Linked DNA regions of Mus musculus: all the other regions are linked to region 1. Evidence: chromatin contacts called from public Hi-C and promoter capture Hi-C data. All regions are on one chromosome and are shown on one strand. Each heading gives the region's core, a stretch centred on a gene start, on an enhancer-like site or on the middle of the called end of the contact. The rest is flanking DNA. Distances are from core to core; before and after follow the strand shown. Region 1 holds the start of Fbxo42 (F-box protein 42). Region 2 holds the start of Efhd2 (EF hand domain containing 2). Region 3 holds the start of Rsc1a1 (regulatory solute carrier protein, family 1, member 1).

The links. Promoter capture Hi-C pulls out the DNA fragments that hold promoters and counts their contacts. A called contact is a pair of places that touch in the nucleus more often than the background predicts.
Region 2: a contact with region 1 is called in a Hi-C map of CD8 T cells, with 8 times the contacts expected there. The contact joins the promoter of Efhd2 here to the promoter of Fbxo42 in region 1. A contact is called at or near these places in 1 of 484 Hi-C or Micro-C datasets (CD8 T cells) and 2 of 115 datasets of contacts at active chromatin or transcription factors (bone marrow-derived dendritic cells and pancreatic cancer cells).
Region 3: a promoter capture Hi-C map of hippocampal neurons shows a contact between it and region 1, with 2.5 times the contacts expected there. The contact joins the promoter of Rsc1a1 here to the promoter of Fbxo42 in region 1. A contact is called at or near these places in 2 of 39 promoter capture datasets (hippocampal neurons and liver).

Annotation. Positions count from the first base shown.
Region 1 is chr4:141,145,176-141,150,263 of GRCm38.p6, forward strand. It overlaps Fbxo42 (F-box protein 42), which reads left to right and starts at 2,747. Exons shown (of 10, transcript NM_172518.3): 1 at 2,747-3,004.
Region 2 is chr4:141,871,960-141,877,047 of GRCm38.p6, forward strand. Efhd2 (EF hand domain containing 2) reads right to left here and starts at 2,961. Exons shown (of 4, transcript NM_025994.3): 1 at 2,601-2,961. The coding sequence starts at 2,908.
Region 3 is chr4:141,683,666-141,688,753 of GRCm38.p6, forward strand. It overlaps Rsc1a1 (regulatory solute carrier protein, family 1, member 1), which reads right to left and starts at 2,051. Exons shown (of 1, transcript NM_023544.5): 1 at 1-2,051. The coding sequence starts at 1,934. The coding sequence ends at 186. It overlaps Ddi2 (DNA-damage inducible protein 2), which reads right to left. Exons shown (of 10, transcript NM_001017966.2): 10 at 1-1,966.

The sequences.
Region 1 (5,088 bases), core at 1,497-3,996:
TGGCACGCCCTCTGGTGCATAGTAGCTGTTCACTAAACATGCATCCGCACTCTGGTGCATAGCAGGCGTTCACTAAACATGCATCCGCACTCTGGTGCATAGTAGGCGTTCACTAAACATGCATCCGCACTCTGGTGCATAGTAGGCGTTCACTAAACATGCATCCGCACTCTGGTGCATAGTAGGCGTTCACTAAACATGCATCCGCACTCTGGTGCATAGTAGGCGTTCACTAAACATGCATCCGCACTCTGGTGCATAGTAGGCGTTCACTAAACATGCATCCGCACTCTGGTGCATAGTAGGCGTTCACTAAACATGCATCCGCACTCTGGTGCATAGTAGGTGTTCACTAAACATGCATCTGCACTCTGGTGCATAGTAGGTGTTCACTAAACATGCATCCGCTGAATCCCCTCTTAGTTCTCAAATTCCCAGTTCATTCTTTTTTTTTTTTAATTATTATTTATTTATTTATTTTGGTTTTTCGAGACAGGGTTTCTCTGTATAGCCCTGGCTGTCTTGGAACTCACTCTGTAGACCAGGCTGGCCTCGAACTCAGAAATCCGCCTGCCTCTGCCTCCCTAGTGCTGGGATTAAAGGCGTGCACCACCACGCCCGGCTCCAGTTCATTCTTTTATTCAACATATATTCAGTGAGTCTCCGCTGGGTACTAGTCTATATATGATGGATATTAATGATAAAGCTTTTCGTCAAAGCAACAAAACTCCCGCCTATCTTTGAGCTAAGGGTAAAATGGTTCTGTATTTGAACTCTAACATGACCTAGCAATTCTCCCCACCTGTACCCCAAGTCAGCGCTTCTTTGTGGAAGAGCTCTGGTTGTCCTGGAACTTACTCTGTACACCTGGCTGGCCTCAAACCCAGAGATTCACCTGTCTCTGCCTTCTGAGTGCTGTCATTAAAGGTGTGTGCCACCATAGGCCAGTAGCAGCCTTGTTTTAATATATATACATATATATATTTAGATTTTGTTTTTATCTATGCTTGAGTGTGTGTGTGCTGTGTGGGTGGGTGCCCAAAGAGGTCAAATAGGGTGTCAGACCCCCTGGAGCTGGTATTAGACAGTTGTGAGTAGCTTGTAGGTGCTGGCACATGAATGTAGGTCTTCTAGAGAGGGGTAAGCAGATTCTCTTTTTTTTTGTTTTTCTAGACAGGGTTTCTCTGTGTAGCCCTGGCTGTCCTGGAACTCACTCTGTAGACCAGGCTGGCCTCGTACTCAGAAATCCACCTGCCTCTGCCTCCCAAGTGCTGGGATTAAAGGCATGCACCACCATGCCTGACGGTAAACAGATTCTTATTGCTGGGCTATCTCAACCTAGCGTGAGTTCTTAGAACATGTTATAACTTAGATTACAGGGCTGGAGAGACGGTCAAGACATGTACTGCTCTTGCAGGACCACCCAGGTTCAATCCCTAGCACCCACATGGCGGTGGTAGGGTCACAACTGCCTATAATTCCAGTTCCAGGGGATCTGACACCCTCTACTAGCCTCTAAGGGCACCCACACACGTGGTGCACAAGATATGCTCAGGCACACGCAATATTTACTGTATGTATGTTCACAAGTGTCATTGTTTGAGAATGAAGATCAGGGTGGAAACTGTGGGAGTTGGCATTGGTTTTCTCCCTCCATCATGTAGGTTCTAGGCATTGAACTCGGGTCTTCAAGCTTGGGGGAAGCACCCTTACCTGCTGAGCCATTTTGCAAGCCAAGACTTCTTTCTCTTTTTCTTTGAGACAGGGTCTCATTATGTAGACCATGCTGGCCTTGAACTCAGAAATCTACTTACCTCTGCTTCCCAAGTGCTGGGATTAATAGTCAACCACCATGCCAGGGCAATGGAATTTCTTAGTTTCTCACTTACTGCGTGCCAGAGTTTTTTCTAATGTTTATATGAGGAACATAAATGTTTTTTTTAGATTGAGGTTCCTCAAAGTAGATTCAAACTCCTGGATCAAGCAATTCTCGCCCTTAAACCTCCTGCATAACTGGACTTAAAGGAGTGTCACCAAGCCTCGTGGTACTTTTGACCTAGTACCACGTCTCACGGGCTATACAAGCCTAGGTCTACTTTATCCCAGGGCTATTCGCTTGATGTCTCAGAATGCTCCAATTGCACAAGAGCTTGAGCTCTCTATGTCTGGCATTTCCTTAAACCACATCTGCAGGGATGGGTTCTAGAAGGTTCTCACCTACACACAGCTTTCTTGAAGTGAGACTCTTTTGTGGGAGCGGGACCCCACTCCTCGGTGATGGCCACACTGGGAAGCACAGAGAAACACACAGGCTTGTTTCCTCCCAGGCTCCGCTCTACACCGGGAGTTTTGAGACTGGGTTTCCTCTTTTTTTTTTTTTTTTTTAAAGTTGGTAGCAACATAGCTGCTGCTACAGTTTCCAGAGGCTCCAACGCCGGGAGCTTCCTCTCCCTGGGGATATCTAAAAGGCACTTCCGTTCCCCATTGCCCTTTCTCTACGCTCAACCCGTGGGTACCTGGGGGCACAAGTGCCTTAATCTAAGTCTGCACTATCAAACAATCGGAAAAACAGCTCAGATACCAGCGCTCAGCCGCGCCGATCCTGATAAGAGTCCTAGAAAGCTCCGCGCCCTCGGCCCTTCTCAATATGGCGCCGCCCAGCGGCCGCCGCGCGGAAGGCCGGTCACGCTGACGTGTGTGCGCGCGCGCGCGCTTCCTCCGCGCCCCGCCTCAGCGCATGCGCACTGCGCGCTGTCGTCTCCCGGTCTGAGCAGCAGCGGCGGTGGCATCAGGGACGGCGGCGGCGGCGGTGGTAGCCGCGGCGGCGTTTGAGTGGAGGAAGATGGCGGCTCCGGGCGACCCCGGGTTCCGCCAGCGGTGAAGATCCCCCGAGCACAGCAAGCACCGGCCTGAGGCAGAGCGGCTGTGCTCTGGCCCCGGCCCTGGCTCCTTCGCCACCGTCGCCGGAGACGCGAAACCGAGAGCGCGGAGCGGTCTGGGCCAGGTGAGGCCTCTCCCGGTGCGGGGCCGCGGCCAGGCGCCGACGCCTCTTGCGCTTCATGCCCGGGGACCCCGGGGCACCCCGAGTCCGGCGCGGGCCCCGTGTCCTGCGCGGGCGTGGGTCTTGGCGGGCCTGGGGTCTTGCTGTCGTCATCCTCGGCTTCCCAGGCTAAGGTGGGGACGTGCGCCCCTTTGCAGCCAGCTCTCGGGATGGGCGCAGACCTGTGCCCTCTCCTCAGCAGGGTGGTCCGGGTCCTCCTCCAGGCCGGGAAAGGATGCGCGGTCAGGGGGTGGAGAATGGCTTTCGGGGTGTCATGGAGCCTCACCCCGCCCCCTGAAACCCTGAAGTCCTCGGTGAAGAGCGGGAGCCCGCTTGCTGCCCTCCTGAATTGGGGCTGCGGCGAGGGGGCCGGCGGGCGTCTCAGAAGCTGCAGCTGCCCAAGAGATGATTTTTTTGGGGAATCGGCTGACGAAATAAAACACAAGCAGTTCCTTCCCTGACCCCTAGCCGTCTGAGTGTTCTCTTAGTGGGAACTGCAGCTCTCCTGGCTGGAGACAGCAGTCCACGTTGTGACTGAAGAAGGCTTGCCCCGGTGAGAATTGTCCGTGGAGGGTGGCAACGAGTTTGTAAATCAAGAAAACCACAATTAGGTGAGAGAGCCTGGTAGCTTCAGCTGAGAAAACTTGAGATGCTGGAGTTGGTTGGAAACCTTTGGAATAAGCCGGTTGCTTTGTCTGTTGGATCCTCGGAGTTTTAGTAGGAAAAGCCATGTTTCGTTTCTCAGTTGCCAAAGCGTTTGGACTTTACAGTGGCAGCGTTCCGATGGATCTAAGATACAGAACCAGACAGACACATTACTGGGTTTCACTTGCCGGAGGCAACACTCGATTATTTTTGTTATTTATTTATTTTTCTCGGAACTTTTTTGTTGTTGTTTAAGTGGTAGTAATTGAGAGTCTTTAGTTTCATTTCTTTAGGGTAGAGAAGATGTTTGATGCCGGGTGGCCTTTTCATGGAGCAAGAATGGCTTCACATGGATTTGTGCTGTTGTGAATTGTCGGGGCCATCTCTTTTGCTTGGACACACCAAACGTCTTTTGTAACACATCGGGTTTTGCTTGTGTTTAAGAATGATGACATCATGGATTTAAAGGGACAAGGATAAATTGGCGAAGAGATACCATCACTTAGAATTCAGTCTGTAGCTCTTAAGCTGGACAGGGATGCCCCTTGTGTCATATTTCTGACAGAGAGTATTCAATTGTCTAGTCTGGTCGGGTGTCCTTTCTGTTGCATGATAATCAGTTTATATCCCGTAGCTGTTTGCTTAAGAAATAAGCCCAATTTACTATAGCATTCATTCTACATTGAACCGTGAGAGCTTTATGTATGCACTTCCCCTTAGTGACAAGTATTAAGTTAAGATGGCAATTAGTTCATTTAATATTAGCTAGCTCTTTGACCATTTTTCCCTTTCTTAAATCCGTTTTCTTTTTTATAGAAGTGTGTAGATCTCCTTAGTATCTTAACTAAAGATGTATGTTGAGCCAGGAGTAGGGACTCAGAGGGCCACTCTGCCTATTATTTTGCTAATAGAGGATTGTGGAATCAGTGGTGGTTTGACATCATGTCATGTCTCTCCCCCCCTACCCCCCCCATCTGTCTCACCGCTGTACTACAGCATCAGGTTTTGGTGGAATGCTGGGACATCATTCACTGCACAGCATTTCGGCTTGTTTCCTTACGTGTCTCAGGTGCAACATGAGAAAGCTCAGGAAAACTGCAAAGGATGGCATGTTTGTTTGTTTGGTTTTAGAGTTACCTTTTTTAGTTTACATTTATGGGTACCTTTGCCAGCATGCCCCTGTATTCCCATTTGCATGCCTAGTGCCTGTATCCATCCCCTGGGAACAGGAGTTACAGACAGTTGTGAGCTGCCATGTGGGTGCTGGGAATTGGACCCAGGTCGTCTAGAGGAAGAGACAGTTTAACTATCTGTCCAGCCCCTGCATTCTTTTTCTTTTAAACACTTATTATTTAAAAAATTGTGTGTGTGTGTGTATGTGTGTGTGTGTGTATGGGGGAGGG
Region 2 (5,088 bases), core at 1,711-4,210, 730 kb after region 1:
CTGCCAAGGAAGAGCCAGCTCCGCTTTCCAGGGCCACCGGCTCCACTTCCTCCCTGCACTCGCTCTCAACAGAGCCCTGGCTGAGATCCTGGGACCTGCTGGGCCCCAGGAGGCAGCAGCCACTTGCACAGTGGAAGCAGATTGTGTATTCTGTGCTCTGAGAAGCCTTCTGGGGCTGTGTCCAGCCGGACTCGGCTGGGCTGGGCTCATGGGGCACAGTGAGGCCTTGTTTCCCTGAATACAACATCAGCAGCTTTGCGCCCCAGCCAGGGACCCTGGCGAGTGGCACTTCCTTCTCTTGAGGTCCAGCTTTCTGGCCCCTTCCTACCCTGTCACCCCTCCCAGCACCCCAGCGTGCAGCACTAGTGCCAAGAGGTAGCTCTGAGGAGGCCAGCACCCTCTAAGCACCTCTCAACTAAACTGCTTCCCCCCAAAACAGCCTGGGTAAAACAGTACAGCACAGCTTCCAGACCATTCTCCCCACGGGTTCCCCGCAAATCAAAGTGGTCTCTCCCGAGCTTGCTCTTTGGGGGTATCTGGGTTCCCTAAAACAGCGCCATGGTATGGGGGATAAGAATACTGCCGAAAGATAAGAGAAGGAGGAAATGTAAAATGGGCTGGTGGTGGATGGTGGAGGGGGGAGGTCAGTCTCACATACACACACACAGAACACACACACAAAGAGGTGTTGGGATGTGTTTCGAGACACTGACACAGGTATCTGTGAGAGACAGTTCAGAAGGGAAGGCCATGGCTTTTGAAGCTACCGGTCCGAGTTCGAATCCTGATCCTATCATTTGGTAGCTGTAAAGTCCTGAGTCACGGGACTGTTGGGAGGCCCCAGCCCTATCTCTGCAGAGATCTATGACACCTAAGTAACTCTCTGGAATCCACAGGGTGGATCAACCTGGAAGTCACCGTTGCCCTAAGGTTCAAAAGCAAGGAGTGTGGATTCCTGCCGTTCTAGCCTGGTCAGTCAGTGGAGACTGAAGTCAGAGGGTATCCTCTTGCCCTGGAACCTCCATGTAGAAGTTTGGGGGGTGCATTATAGCGGCATCAGGAAGCTTCTAGTCACCCATAGCTGGGACCTAACGTCCTCTTTCCCTATGAGGACTGGCTGTGGGTGTGGAAGGAAGTGGGACATGGGAAAATCCTCTCTGGACCCTGGTTGGAGGGAACGCCCCCTTTCCGGGCTTCCTGATGGGTGTCTGGGCACTGTCCGTGGGGTGTGGCTGGGGCTCTCAATCTGCTGGCTGTCTTCTGCTTTGGGATTCCCTGCGTACCCCACCCCAAGCTCAGCTTCTGTGGTTTGGTCCCCTCTGGGATCCGCTCCAGCCTGGTGCCTGGAGGACCATTTCCTTTCCAGGAACATAGGTGGCTTACTAGGAAGACGGGAGGCCGGTCCTTTGGAGGGGCACTTGCATCTTCTCTACCCCTATGGGTACTCTTCCCCCATCTCCATATTGCTGGATTTTGTGGGGGTGTGGAATGGCTGAGCCCACAGGTCTTGGGGACATCCTAATCTGGTAAGGGTACAGCTTAGAATCATAGAAAGTAGAAGGCAGGGGTTGGAGACCCTAGGCAGGGCACATAGAGAGAGAATGGGCTCCAGGGATTGTCTGGGAAGGGAGGAACTGTCACTGGGGAAGAGGGCTGCCTTCTGATAAAGGGCAGGGGAGTCACCACTGCACAACCACGGAGTGAAGGGGTTCGAGGTGGGGGGGCGGGGTAATGGGGGAGAAGGGAGGGAGGGGAGGAAGGTGGACTCACAGTGTATGAAGAGGGGCTAAGTCCCAGGGGACTCTGTCCTGATGATAGGGGAGTTACATGTTTGTAGACTGGGGGACAGGGACAGAGGAGCCCTTCCCTAGCAAGACCGCACAGTGTTAAGGAAATGGAACCTGGTCAACAGGGTGGGCGGGAATGGAAAGGCCTGAAGAGTTTTCACCCACAGTAAGTAAACATAGTATAGCTGAGGGTGTGTGTGTGTGTGTGTGTGTGTGTGTGTGTGTGTTGGGGGGAGGGGGTTGTGGACCCAACCTAGTAGGAGAGAGTCCATAACTAAGCAGAAGAAATTAAAGGACCCAGTAAAAGGCACAAGTCTGGCATGGGTGCCGGGGGGAATGTCCCCTTAAGAGGCAGTAGGGTTGCCTTATTGCGGTGGGGGTAGGGAGTCCAGTAGTTAGGACGGAGCGGAAGGGAAGCCACCGGCCCTTTCTCCCTTTCTCGATATGTTTGGGTGTAGGGTGGTGGGTGCAGTAACATTAACAGTGGGAAGGAGGTCGGTACCCTGTGTGGTGGTAGTGACTCGCTGGGGACCTGCGATTATCTGGAAGGAACCTCAGGGAGCCCCCAATCCGCGTGGGCTATTCCGAGGGCAGTATCACCAGGAGGAGGGGTCACATGTCAGGAACGGGAGCTCCCCAGATCCACTTGCGTGCTGGGGTGGTGGGTCTGGAAGCCTCGTGGCTCTTTAGAAAAGCAGCAGAGTTCCCCACCCTGGTGAGACGGGGTTCTGGGGGAATCTAATTGGGGATACGGGAGGTTAGGGCCCGAGGCCGGGTCTAGGGTGGTGGGGAACCGGGTGCAGGGGCACTTACTGCTTGAACATCTTCTCCATGTCTTTGATCTGCTTCCTGGAGAACTCCTTGAACTCGGTGTAGGGGTTGAAGACGCGGCGGCTGGGCGACTGTGGCTCGCCGATGCCCTGGTTGAGGTCCGCGCGCCGCAGCAGCTTGGCGCTCAGCTCGTCGTCCGCGCTGCCCAACGCCTGGGCAGTCTCGTCGGGAGCCTCGGCCGCCGCCGCCGCCGCCGCCCCGTTGAGCCCCGGCTGCTCCGTCGCCTCGCCGCCTTCGCCCTCCATCTGCAGCCTCCGGCTCAGCTTGCTGGCCAACTCGTCCGTGGCCATGGTGGCCCGCGCAGCGCTGCCTCGGCCGGGCCCCTGCTCTGCGCCGCGCTCCCGGCCGCGCTCTTCCTCTTCCTGACACTCCCCGCCGCCAGGCGCCGCCCTGAAGGTGGGACTTAGGGGACCGCCCGCCCCCGGGCTGGCTCCCGCCGCCTTTGCCGCGTGCCGGGTCCTTCTCTATCCCCGGAGGGGGGTAGGGGGGTCAAGTGCATTCCGCTCCCCAGCTCCTCATCATCGTTCCCCTCCCTCCCCCACAGTGAAAAACCATCAACTTCTCTCTGATGACCTCTGGGTGACGCTGAGTCCCAGGAGCCCTCTGGAAGGAACCTGGGAAGGGGGTGTCCCAACCCTTCGGGAGGGAAGAGGGTCCGCTCGCAGGAGGTGGCTGTGTGTTCAGGGACTGGAGAGGGGCGCGGCTCTCAACCCGTTCTCTGAAAGGGGTTTGTGTCTCTGACACCCTGTCGGTTGCCATGGAGACCACTGGTAGTGAACCGCTGGGCGTTCTTGATAAGGTGGCAGGAATCTGAAGAAGGTGGACCCTAGCACTGGAGCCCAGTTGAGACTGTCTCCAGGGCTATCATGACTGGCGTCATTCAAAAGTGGGGTAGCTGCTATGAGGGAGATGGCACCCTACCAGTTCTCAAGGTCCCCAAAGAACTGGGAAAGGGGAAGGGGGTCGTCCTGTTACACGATGATTCAGCACAATAGCTGCCTGATCCGGCGGATGCCTGGGACTCTCCACCTCAGAGGGATTTCAGAGAGATCTCCATGTTGCCTCTTTGATGGGGATCCCAGAGGGGTGACCTCCTCCCCAAAGCGTCAGGAATGGGGGGAGCTGGAAAGGAGGAGCTCAGAGAGAATTTGTCTCTGTCATCTAGTCTGTCACTTCAAGAACAGCAAAGCTGGTCTGAAGAGAAGGCTCAGTTATTAAGAGTGGTTATTGCTCTTGTGGAGGACTGACATCCTAGCATCCGTGTAGGGTCCGGGTAGAGAGGGGCAAGTCACGAAAGGCCTGTAACTCCAGCACCAGGGATCCTAGACCCTCTTCTGGCCTGCTTATGCATCTGCACTCATGAGCATATATACCCCTCCCCCACACACACAGACTTAAAACTAAAGTAAATCTCTGGCCAGTCTCTGAGTTCAGTCAGCCTGGTCTACATCCAGGATAGCCAGGGCTCTATAGTAAGACTCCCTCCTTGATAGATGATAGATAATAGATAGACAGATAACAAACTCTGTTTGTTTGTTTGTTTTTCTTTTGGGGGTTTTGTTTTTTGAGACAGGGTTTCTCTGTGTAGCCCTGGCTGTCCTGGAACTCACTCTGTAGACCAGGCTGACCTCGAACTCAAGAAATCCGCCAGCTTCTGCCTCCCAAGTGCTGGGATTAAAGGCGTGCACTGTCCGGCGGTAACAAACTCTTAAACCTTCAAAGCTATGGTGTTCTGGCATCAACTGCAAGGTCACTAGCCATAATGCTGATTTCCAGGCTCTACCTAGACTGACAGACCTGTCCTTTGTCACTGGGATCCAAAAAGCTGCTTTTCACAAGCACCTGGGGGAAGCCTTGCTCTTTGGAGTCAAGAGTCTCCGACACAGATGCATCACTAAGATAACAGGGCAATGCTGGGTACCCAGATACTGCCCACTCCCAGAGGCAGGGTACAGAAGACCTGGAAAGCACAAGCTAAAAAGTGACACTGTGAAAACAGAGGGGACCAGAGAAGCTGCTGGCTGCCACAGGATGATGCTTAGAGGAAGACACCTGATCAGTAACTGTTGATGTGTTCACAAACATTGTTGAAGGAAAAGGTATTTGAAAGAGTATAATGGATGCAGAAGAAATCTGTAGTTATACCTTGCTCAGCCTTTCAGAAGCATGGTTTCACAGAAGACCCCAGGTCCCCTGAGTAAGACAATGACTCCTGTGTGTTTCAGAAGCATTTATCAGCTGCCTCAGCCAGTTGTCATTGCATGTGTAGAGCTGGTGTTAGCATCAAACCCTGCTATAAAATGTCCCCGTAGAAAATCATGTTGGGTATAATACGCTTTCTTAACTTATACACACTAAAGGAAGTTTTTGAAAAAATCTGTAATATTTGGACAAACAAACCATATTGTGTTGCTTTAATGTTCTAAATTAAACTTTTAATAAAGATTACCAGAGTAAACAAAAAAAGAAA
Region 3 (5,088 bases), core at 801-3,300, 540 kb after region 1:
GTTAACAAGTAGAATAGACAAATTCAGACAAAAGATCATAAATTACTTTGGCCGGCAAAAAAAAAATCTGGCTCAACATTTTGCTTGCAGATTTTCTACACATTGTGTGTGTGTGTGTGTAGTATATTTGTGTGAAAAGGGCTTTTTCAAAAGGAATGACGTGTGGCCTAGCCCACTTCCCACAATTATGTTGGGACTACAATGTTCTTTGCTAACAAAACAAGAAGGGCAAGGTCTGCATTCCCACCAACTCGATGCAGAGCCCCGAGCGCTTCCTGCAGAGTGAAGCCGGCACCAAGAATCCTGTCAACATCTGCAGCAGGAAAGATGAACGGTGGAAGAACGGAGGGGGTGGACAAGGACTGTGTGGGAGGTTGGTCCAATCCACTACGGGGCAACCCAGCTCCAGGGCAGACACTGCTGGTCTCCGGCCTGTCTGGGCCTGGATTATGCACATGCTCTGAAGGCTGACTGTGGGCACCCTCACTTGCTGCAAGTTCAGGTGCTATTTCTACCCCTGAGGTGCAGGGCAACTGCTCAGACAGTTTAGCTGAGGTTATGGCGACAGAACAGCTCTTCCTGGCTGACTCTGTTGATCTGCGGACATCTTCTCGGTCAGGTGACAAGCCATCACCCAGACCTTCAAAGCTAGTGGATGCTTCATCTTCTACCGCAGCACAAGGGGCAGTTCCTACGATTTCTGTCTTTCCTGATTCAGAGGTGGCCTGGTGACAGGAGCCTTGTGAGTACTGGTCACTAGGGGTCAAATGCACACTTTGGACCCTTCTTCCTGAAAGGTCTGAAACACTTGGTTGGCTCTCAGCTCCTATCTCTGACTGACAGGTAACATGCTCAGGTGACTCTTCTGAAGCTGGCTTACAGCTAATGACCAAAAGCTCATGGAGTTCTTTCAAGGCCACTGTGACAGATGAACAAAATTCTTCTGCTGATTCCACAGAGGGCTGACCGTGGCCACTTAGAAGGGAAGAGGAATTGTCATCTTTGTTATCCATTGTAGACATGTCAACATTATCTTCTGGGAGCTGCAATTCCCGAGTCAAGATGGAATGTTCCACAGGCTCACAGGACGGGTTAGACTGTAATGTCTCCACTTCCATAGTGGGATTATCTGAAGCGAGATGTGCTACACTAGGGCTCTTGATGACGGCATCCTGCCTGCCTGTTGAGCTGCACATAGCAACCAGAGACTGTTCAGCTGTATCTACTTCCATCAGGGCTTCTGAGCATGGACAGCTACAGAGTCCTGAAGCTGGAAGACCCTTCTCTGCACTGGGAAGATGAGCGTGTCTTTGTAGCTCACCTTTCCTCAGAGCTTCCAAACTGACAACTTCTTCATGAAGCTCAAGGTCTTCTGCGTCACAAAGACAGCCCTGGTCCTGTGGAACACTCTGCTGTCCAGCCTCTCGCTGTACACTCCCTGTTTCTCTGTGCTGCTGAAGGCCGTTCACGGGACTTGGGGTCTGATTTTCTGGATGCCAACTCTTTTCCTCCGCAAATATCTGTGGCTCCCGCATCCCAGTAGTTGTGAGAGTTAAACTAGCGTCCTGTCTTGTGTGGAGATACACTCTGAGGCCCTGGGTTCCTTTCTCAACAGATTTCTCCAGATTACCTGCAACAACGGCTTCTTTTGATGACTTATGGAAAGGCATGGCTAGACTCTGCTCTGCTGAGGAAGCAAGGTCAGGAAGAACCTGCAGAGGAGGAGGGTCTGTTTTCTTAGAGTTTGTCTGGAATTCAGCTGAAGCCTTCGTAGCCTCCATAGCTAGAGATTCAATGCTATTGGGGTCACCGGGCTTGATGGCGCAGACGGAAGCAGAAACAGAGCGAGCGAGACTCGTCGGGCTACCAACCTCAGGACTCTGCCCTGAAGGAGCTGGATGGTCAAACCCATCTGAAGTCGGCAATGATGACATTCCCAGTGAGGTAGATTCTTTACTGCTTTTCTCTGTAATAAAGAGAAAAGAGAAAAAGATTAGCTAGCAGACCACTAACTTATCAGAGTTGAATCCTCAATAGAATAAAAGCAGGCCTTTTAATTTAGGTCTCTCTTGCAAATATGCTAAAAAAAAAAAAAATACAAGAATCTTTCTCATGGTGGCAAGGTAGCATCTGTCACTGAAGCTGAAATGGGTGTGTGCTTAATAAACATTAAAATTCCATATGTAAAGAAAGCACTATTAGCGTGCACTTCACAATGGATGGGTCAGTGCTCACACTTAAAAGATACTTATTGATGTATTTATTCACTCCAGAAAGGCTCTCACTGCACAGCAGAGCTGGCCGTAAGCTGAGAGGCGCCTGCCTGGCTTCTGCAGTGCTGGGCTATGGGAGCGCATCACCACACCAAGCAGTCACTTTATTTCTGGTGATTTTTTGCATCTTCACAGGATGATTCTCATGACAAGGCTTTTTCCCCTCTTTAAAACAACAACAAACAAACAAACAAAACCCAATAGGTTCTCACTCTGTAGCCTAGGCTGGCCAACTCACTATAGTAAAGCCAGATAAGCCTTTAATTATCAGCAATCCTTGTGCGTCAGCCTCCTAAGCACTGGGGTTACAGCATGGGCCACCACTGTTGGCTCCAGTTCGCTGTTCATGTTTCAAGTGTAAGCACAGGTGTCCAAAAGCAAGCACGCTGGCAAGAGAGCAGGGCAACCAAGAGAGGTGGGGTTTACATGCCTGGAGAGCTCTAGAAGACAGACAAGTAAACAGTGGATTTTATTTCTAGCCAAGCTTTTCAAAAACCATGGTAAAACTAAGCACCCAATTCAAAGAACAAAACAAAAAATGAAGCAGACAGAATTTTATTTATCTGTTCAACCACTGTGCATTCATACTTGAGGCCTCCACATTTCCTGTACTCTTGACTTCATGTATAAGGACGATGGCTCCCAGTGTCAGAGCTATGGGTATGCATTACTGTTCTCAAATTTCTGTAGTGCTCTGGACCAAACCAACCTCATCTTACATATGCCAGGAGGCCTTCTGCTAATCCAACTACATCTCTAGCTCTCTAACGAGCTCTGTTCAGCCTGAAACGTGTGGGAGTTTCCTGCTTTAGTGTGAGTGCTGGGATCAACATGCAGGATTACGCCCAGCTTCTCAATGCTGTACCCTCGTACAGCACAACAGAACTGACCAGGCGTAGGCACGTCACTGAATCCACAGGAGGGCAGAGGAAGAGTGTAATCATTCTTTGATAGGCAACAATAACTTACACCCACCCGAATTTGATTGCCCTTCAAACTTGATGCGGAAGCCACAGTGGTCCAACTCCTCTGGCACTATTAAAAACCAGCCTCTAACCACCAAAAATATCTTTAATTAAAAGGCATAGATTGCTATCAACCCTGGAAATATTGGTTCCTGGGTTATTAAATTCAATTCAGATGCTTTGTGCTGAACACTAACATCAGTGTGAGTGCTGGTTTTCCACTGGTGAGGTCACACAGAGTGCAGTTATGATGCTAACATCACTAATTAATTCATCAGACCCCGCTGAGCTGCATGAGAGAGAGGATGGGCCTGCTGGAAGTTGTCAGCTTTTCCTTTTTGTGGTTGAGATGGGATCTCCTGTAGCCTATGTTGTTCTTTCTGTTTGTTTTATGAGAAAGAGTTTCTTTGGCTATACTGGAACTCACTTTGTAGACCAGGCTGGCCTTGAACTCAAGAGCAAATGCTGGGCTCAAAGGCCAGTGGCACCCCCTCAAGGTAGTGACTAACTTCTTTTTTTTTCAGGGTTTCTCTGTGTAGCCCTGGCTGTCCTAGAACTCAGAAATCCGCCTGCCTCTGCCTCCAGAGTGCTGGGATTAAAGGCAAAGGTGTGCGCCACCACGCCCGGCGTGACTAACTTCTTTTTTTTTTTTTTTTTTTTTTAAAGATTTATTTATTATTTTATGTAAATACACTGTAGCTGTCTTCACACACTCCAGAAGAGGGAGTCAGATCTCATTACGGATGGTTGTGAGCCACCATGTGGTTGCTGGGATTTGAACTCTGGACCTTTGGAAGAGCAGTCGGGTGCTCTTACCCACTGAGCCATCTCACCAGCCCATAATTTTTTTGCCTGAATGTTTCTTTCTTTTTTTTTTTTTTTTTTTTTTTTTTGGTTTTTTGAGACAGGGTTTCTCTGTATAACCCTGGCTGTCCTGGAACCCACTTTGTAGACCAGGCTGGCCTCGAACTCAGAAATCCGACTGCCTCTGCCTCCGGAGTGCTGGGATTAAAGGCGTGCGCCACCACACTACGTGACTAACTTCTTAAAGAACTACCTTATCTTATAGCTGGTGTTAAACAGGATGACGTTCTGTCTCTGCTTAAATCTATATCCTGTAAATCTAGAAAGTTCTTAGCTTTATCCATCTAATCAATACAGCTGACTCTGAAATAAGTTCAATTTTGGACTAGTGCTAACATAAAAAAGCATACTGCAAAAGGATATCCAAGCCAGCACCTTAGGGAACATTTACACCTGGGCTCGGTGTCAGGGCCTACGCACCCCATAGAGCAGGGGAGGCGCAGGTGCCCTGGTGGACTCTGTACTTAATTAGAGCGGCATGTATGCCATCCTTCTGAAACTGAAATACTAGTACCGCAGGGGGCTAAAGAAAAAAAAAGGGCTAAGGGACATCAACTATTCCTAATGTCCTTAAGATGAGAGAGAAAGAGTCGGAGAGAGAAAGAGAATGAATATGAATGACTTGCTACAAGTCTAATTACAATCAGCCTCCAAGCCCTTACTAAAGATCTGTGTCAGATCGTCAGATAAAACCAACAATATTTATTTTATTTTTTTGGTTTTTTGAGACAGGGTTTTTCTGTGTATCCCTGGCTGTCCTGGAACTCACTCTGTAGACCAGGCTGGCCTCGAACTCAGAAATCTGCCTGCCACTGCCTCCCAAGTGCTGGGATTAAAGGCGTGTGCCACCACGCCCTTCTTCTTCTTCTTCTTTTTTTTTTTTAACACTACTTATTTTAAAGACAGTTTCACTCTATGTACAGCGCAGCCTTATCTCACACCCTGAAGCACAGGTGGCAAGGACGCAGGAGCATGCCCTGCCCACC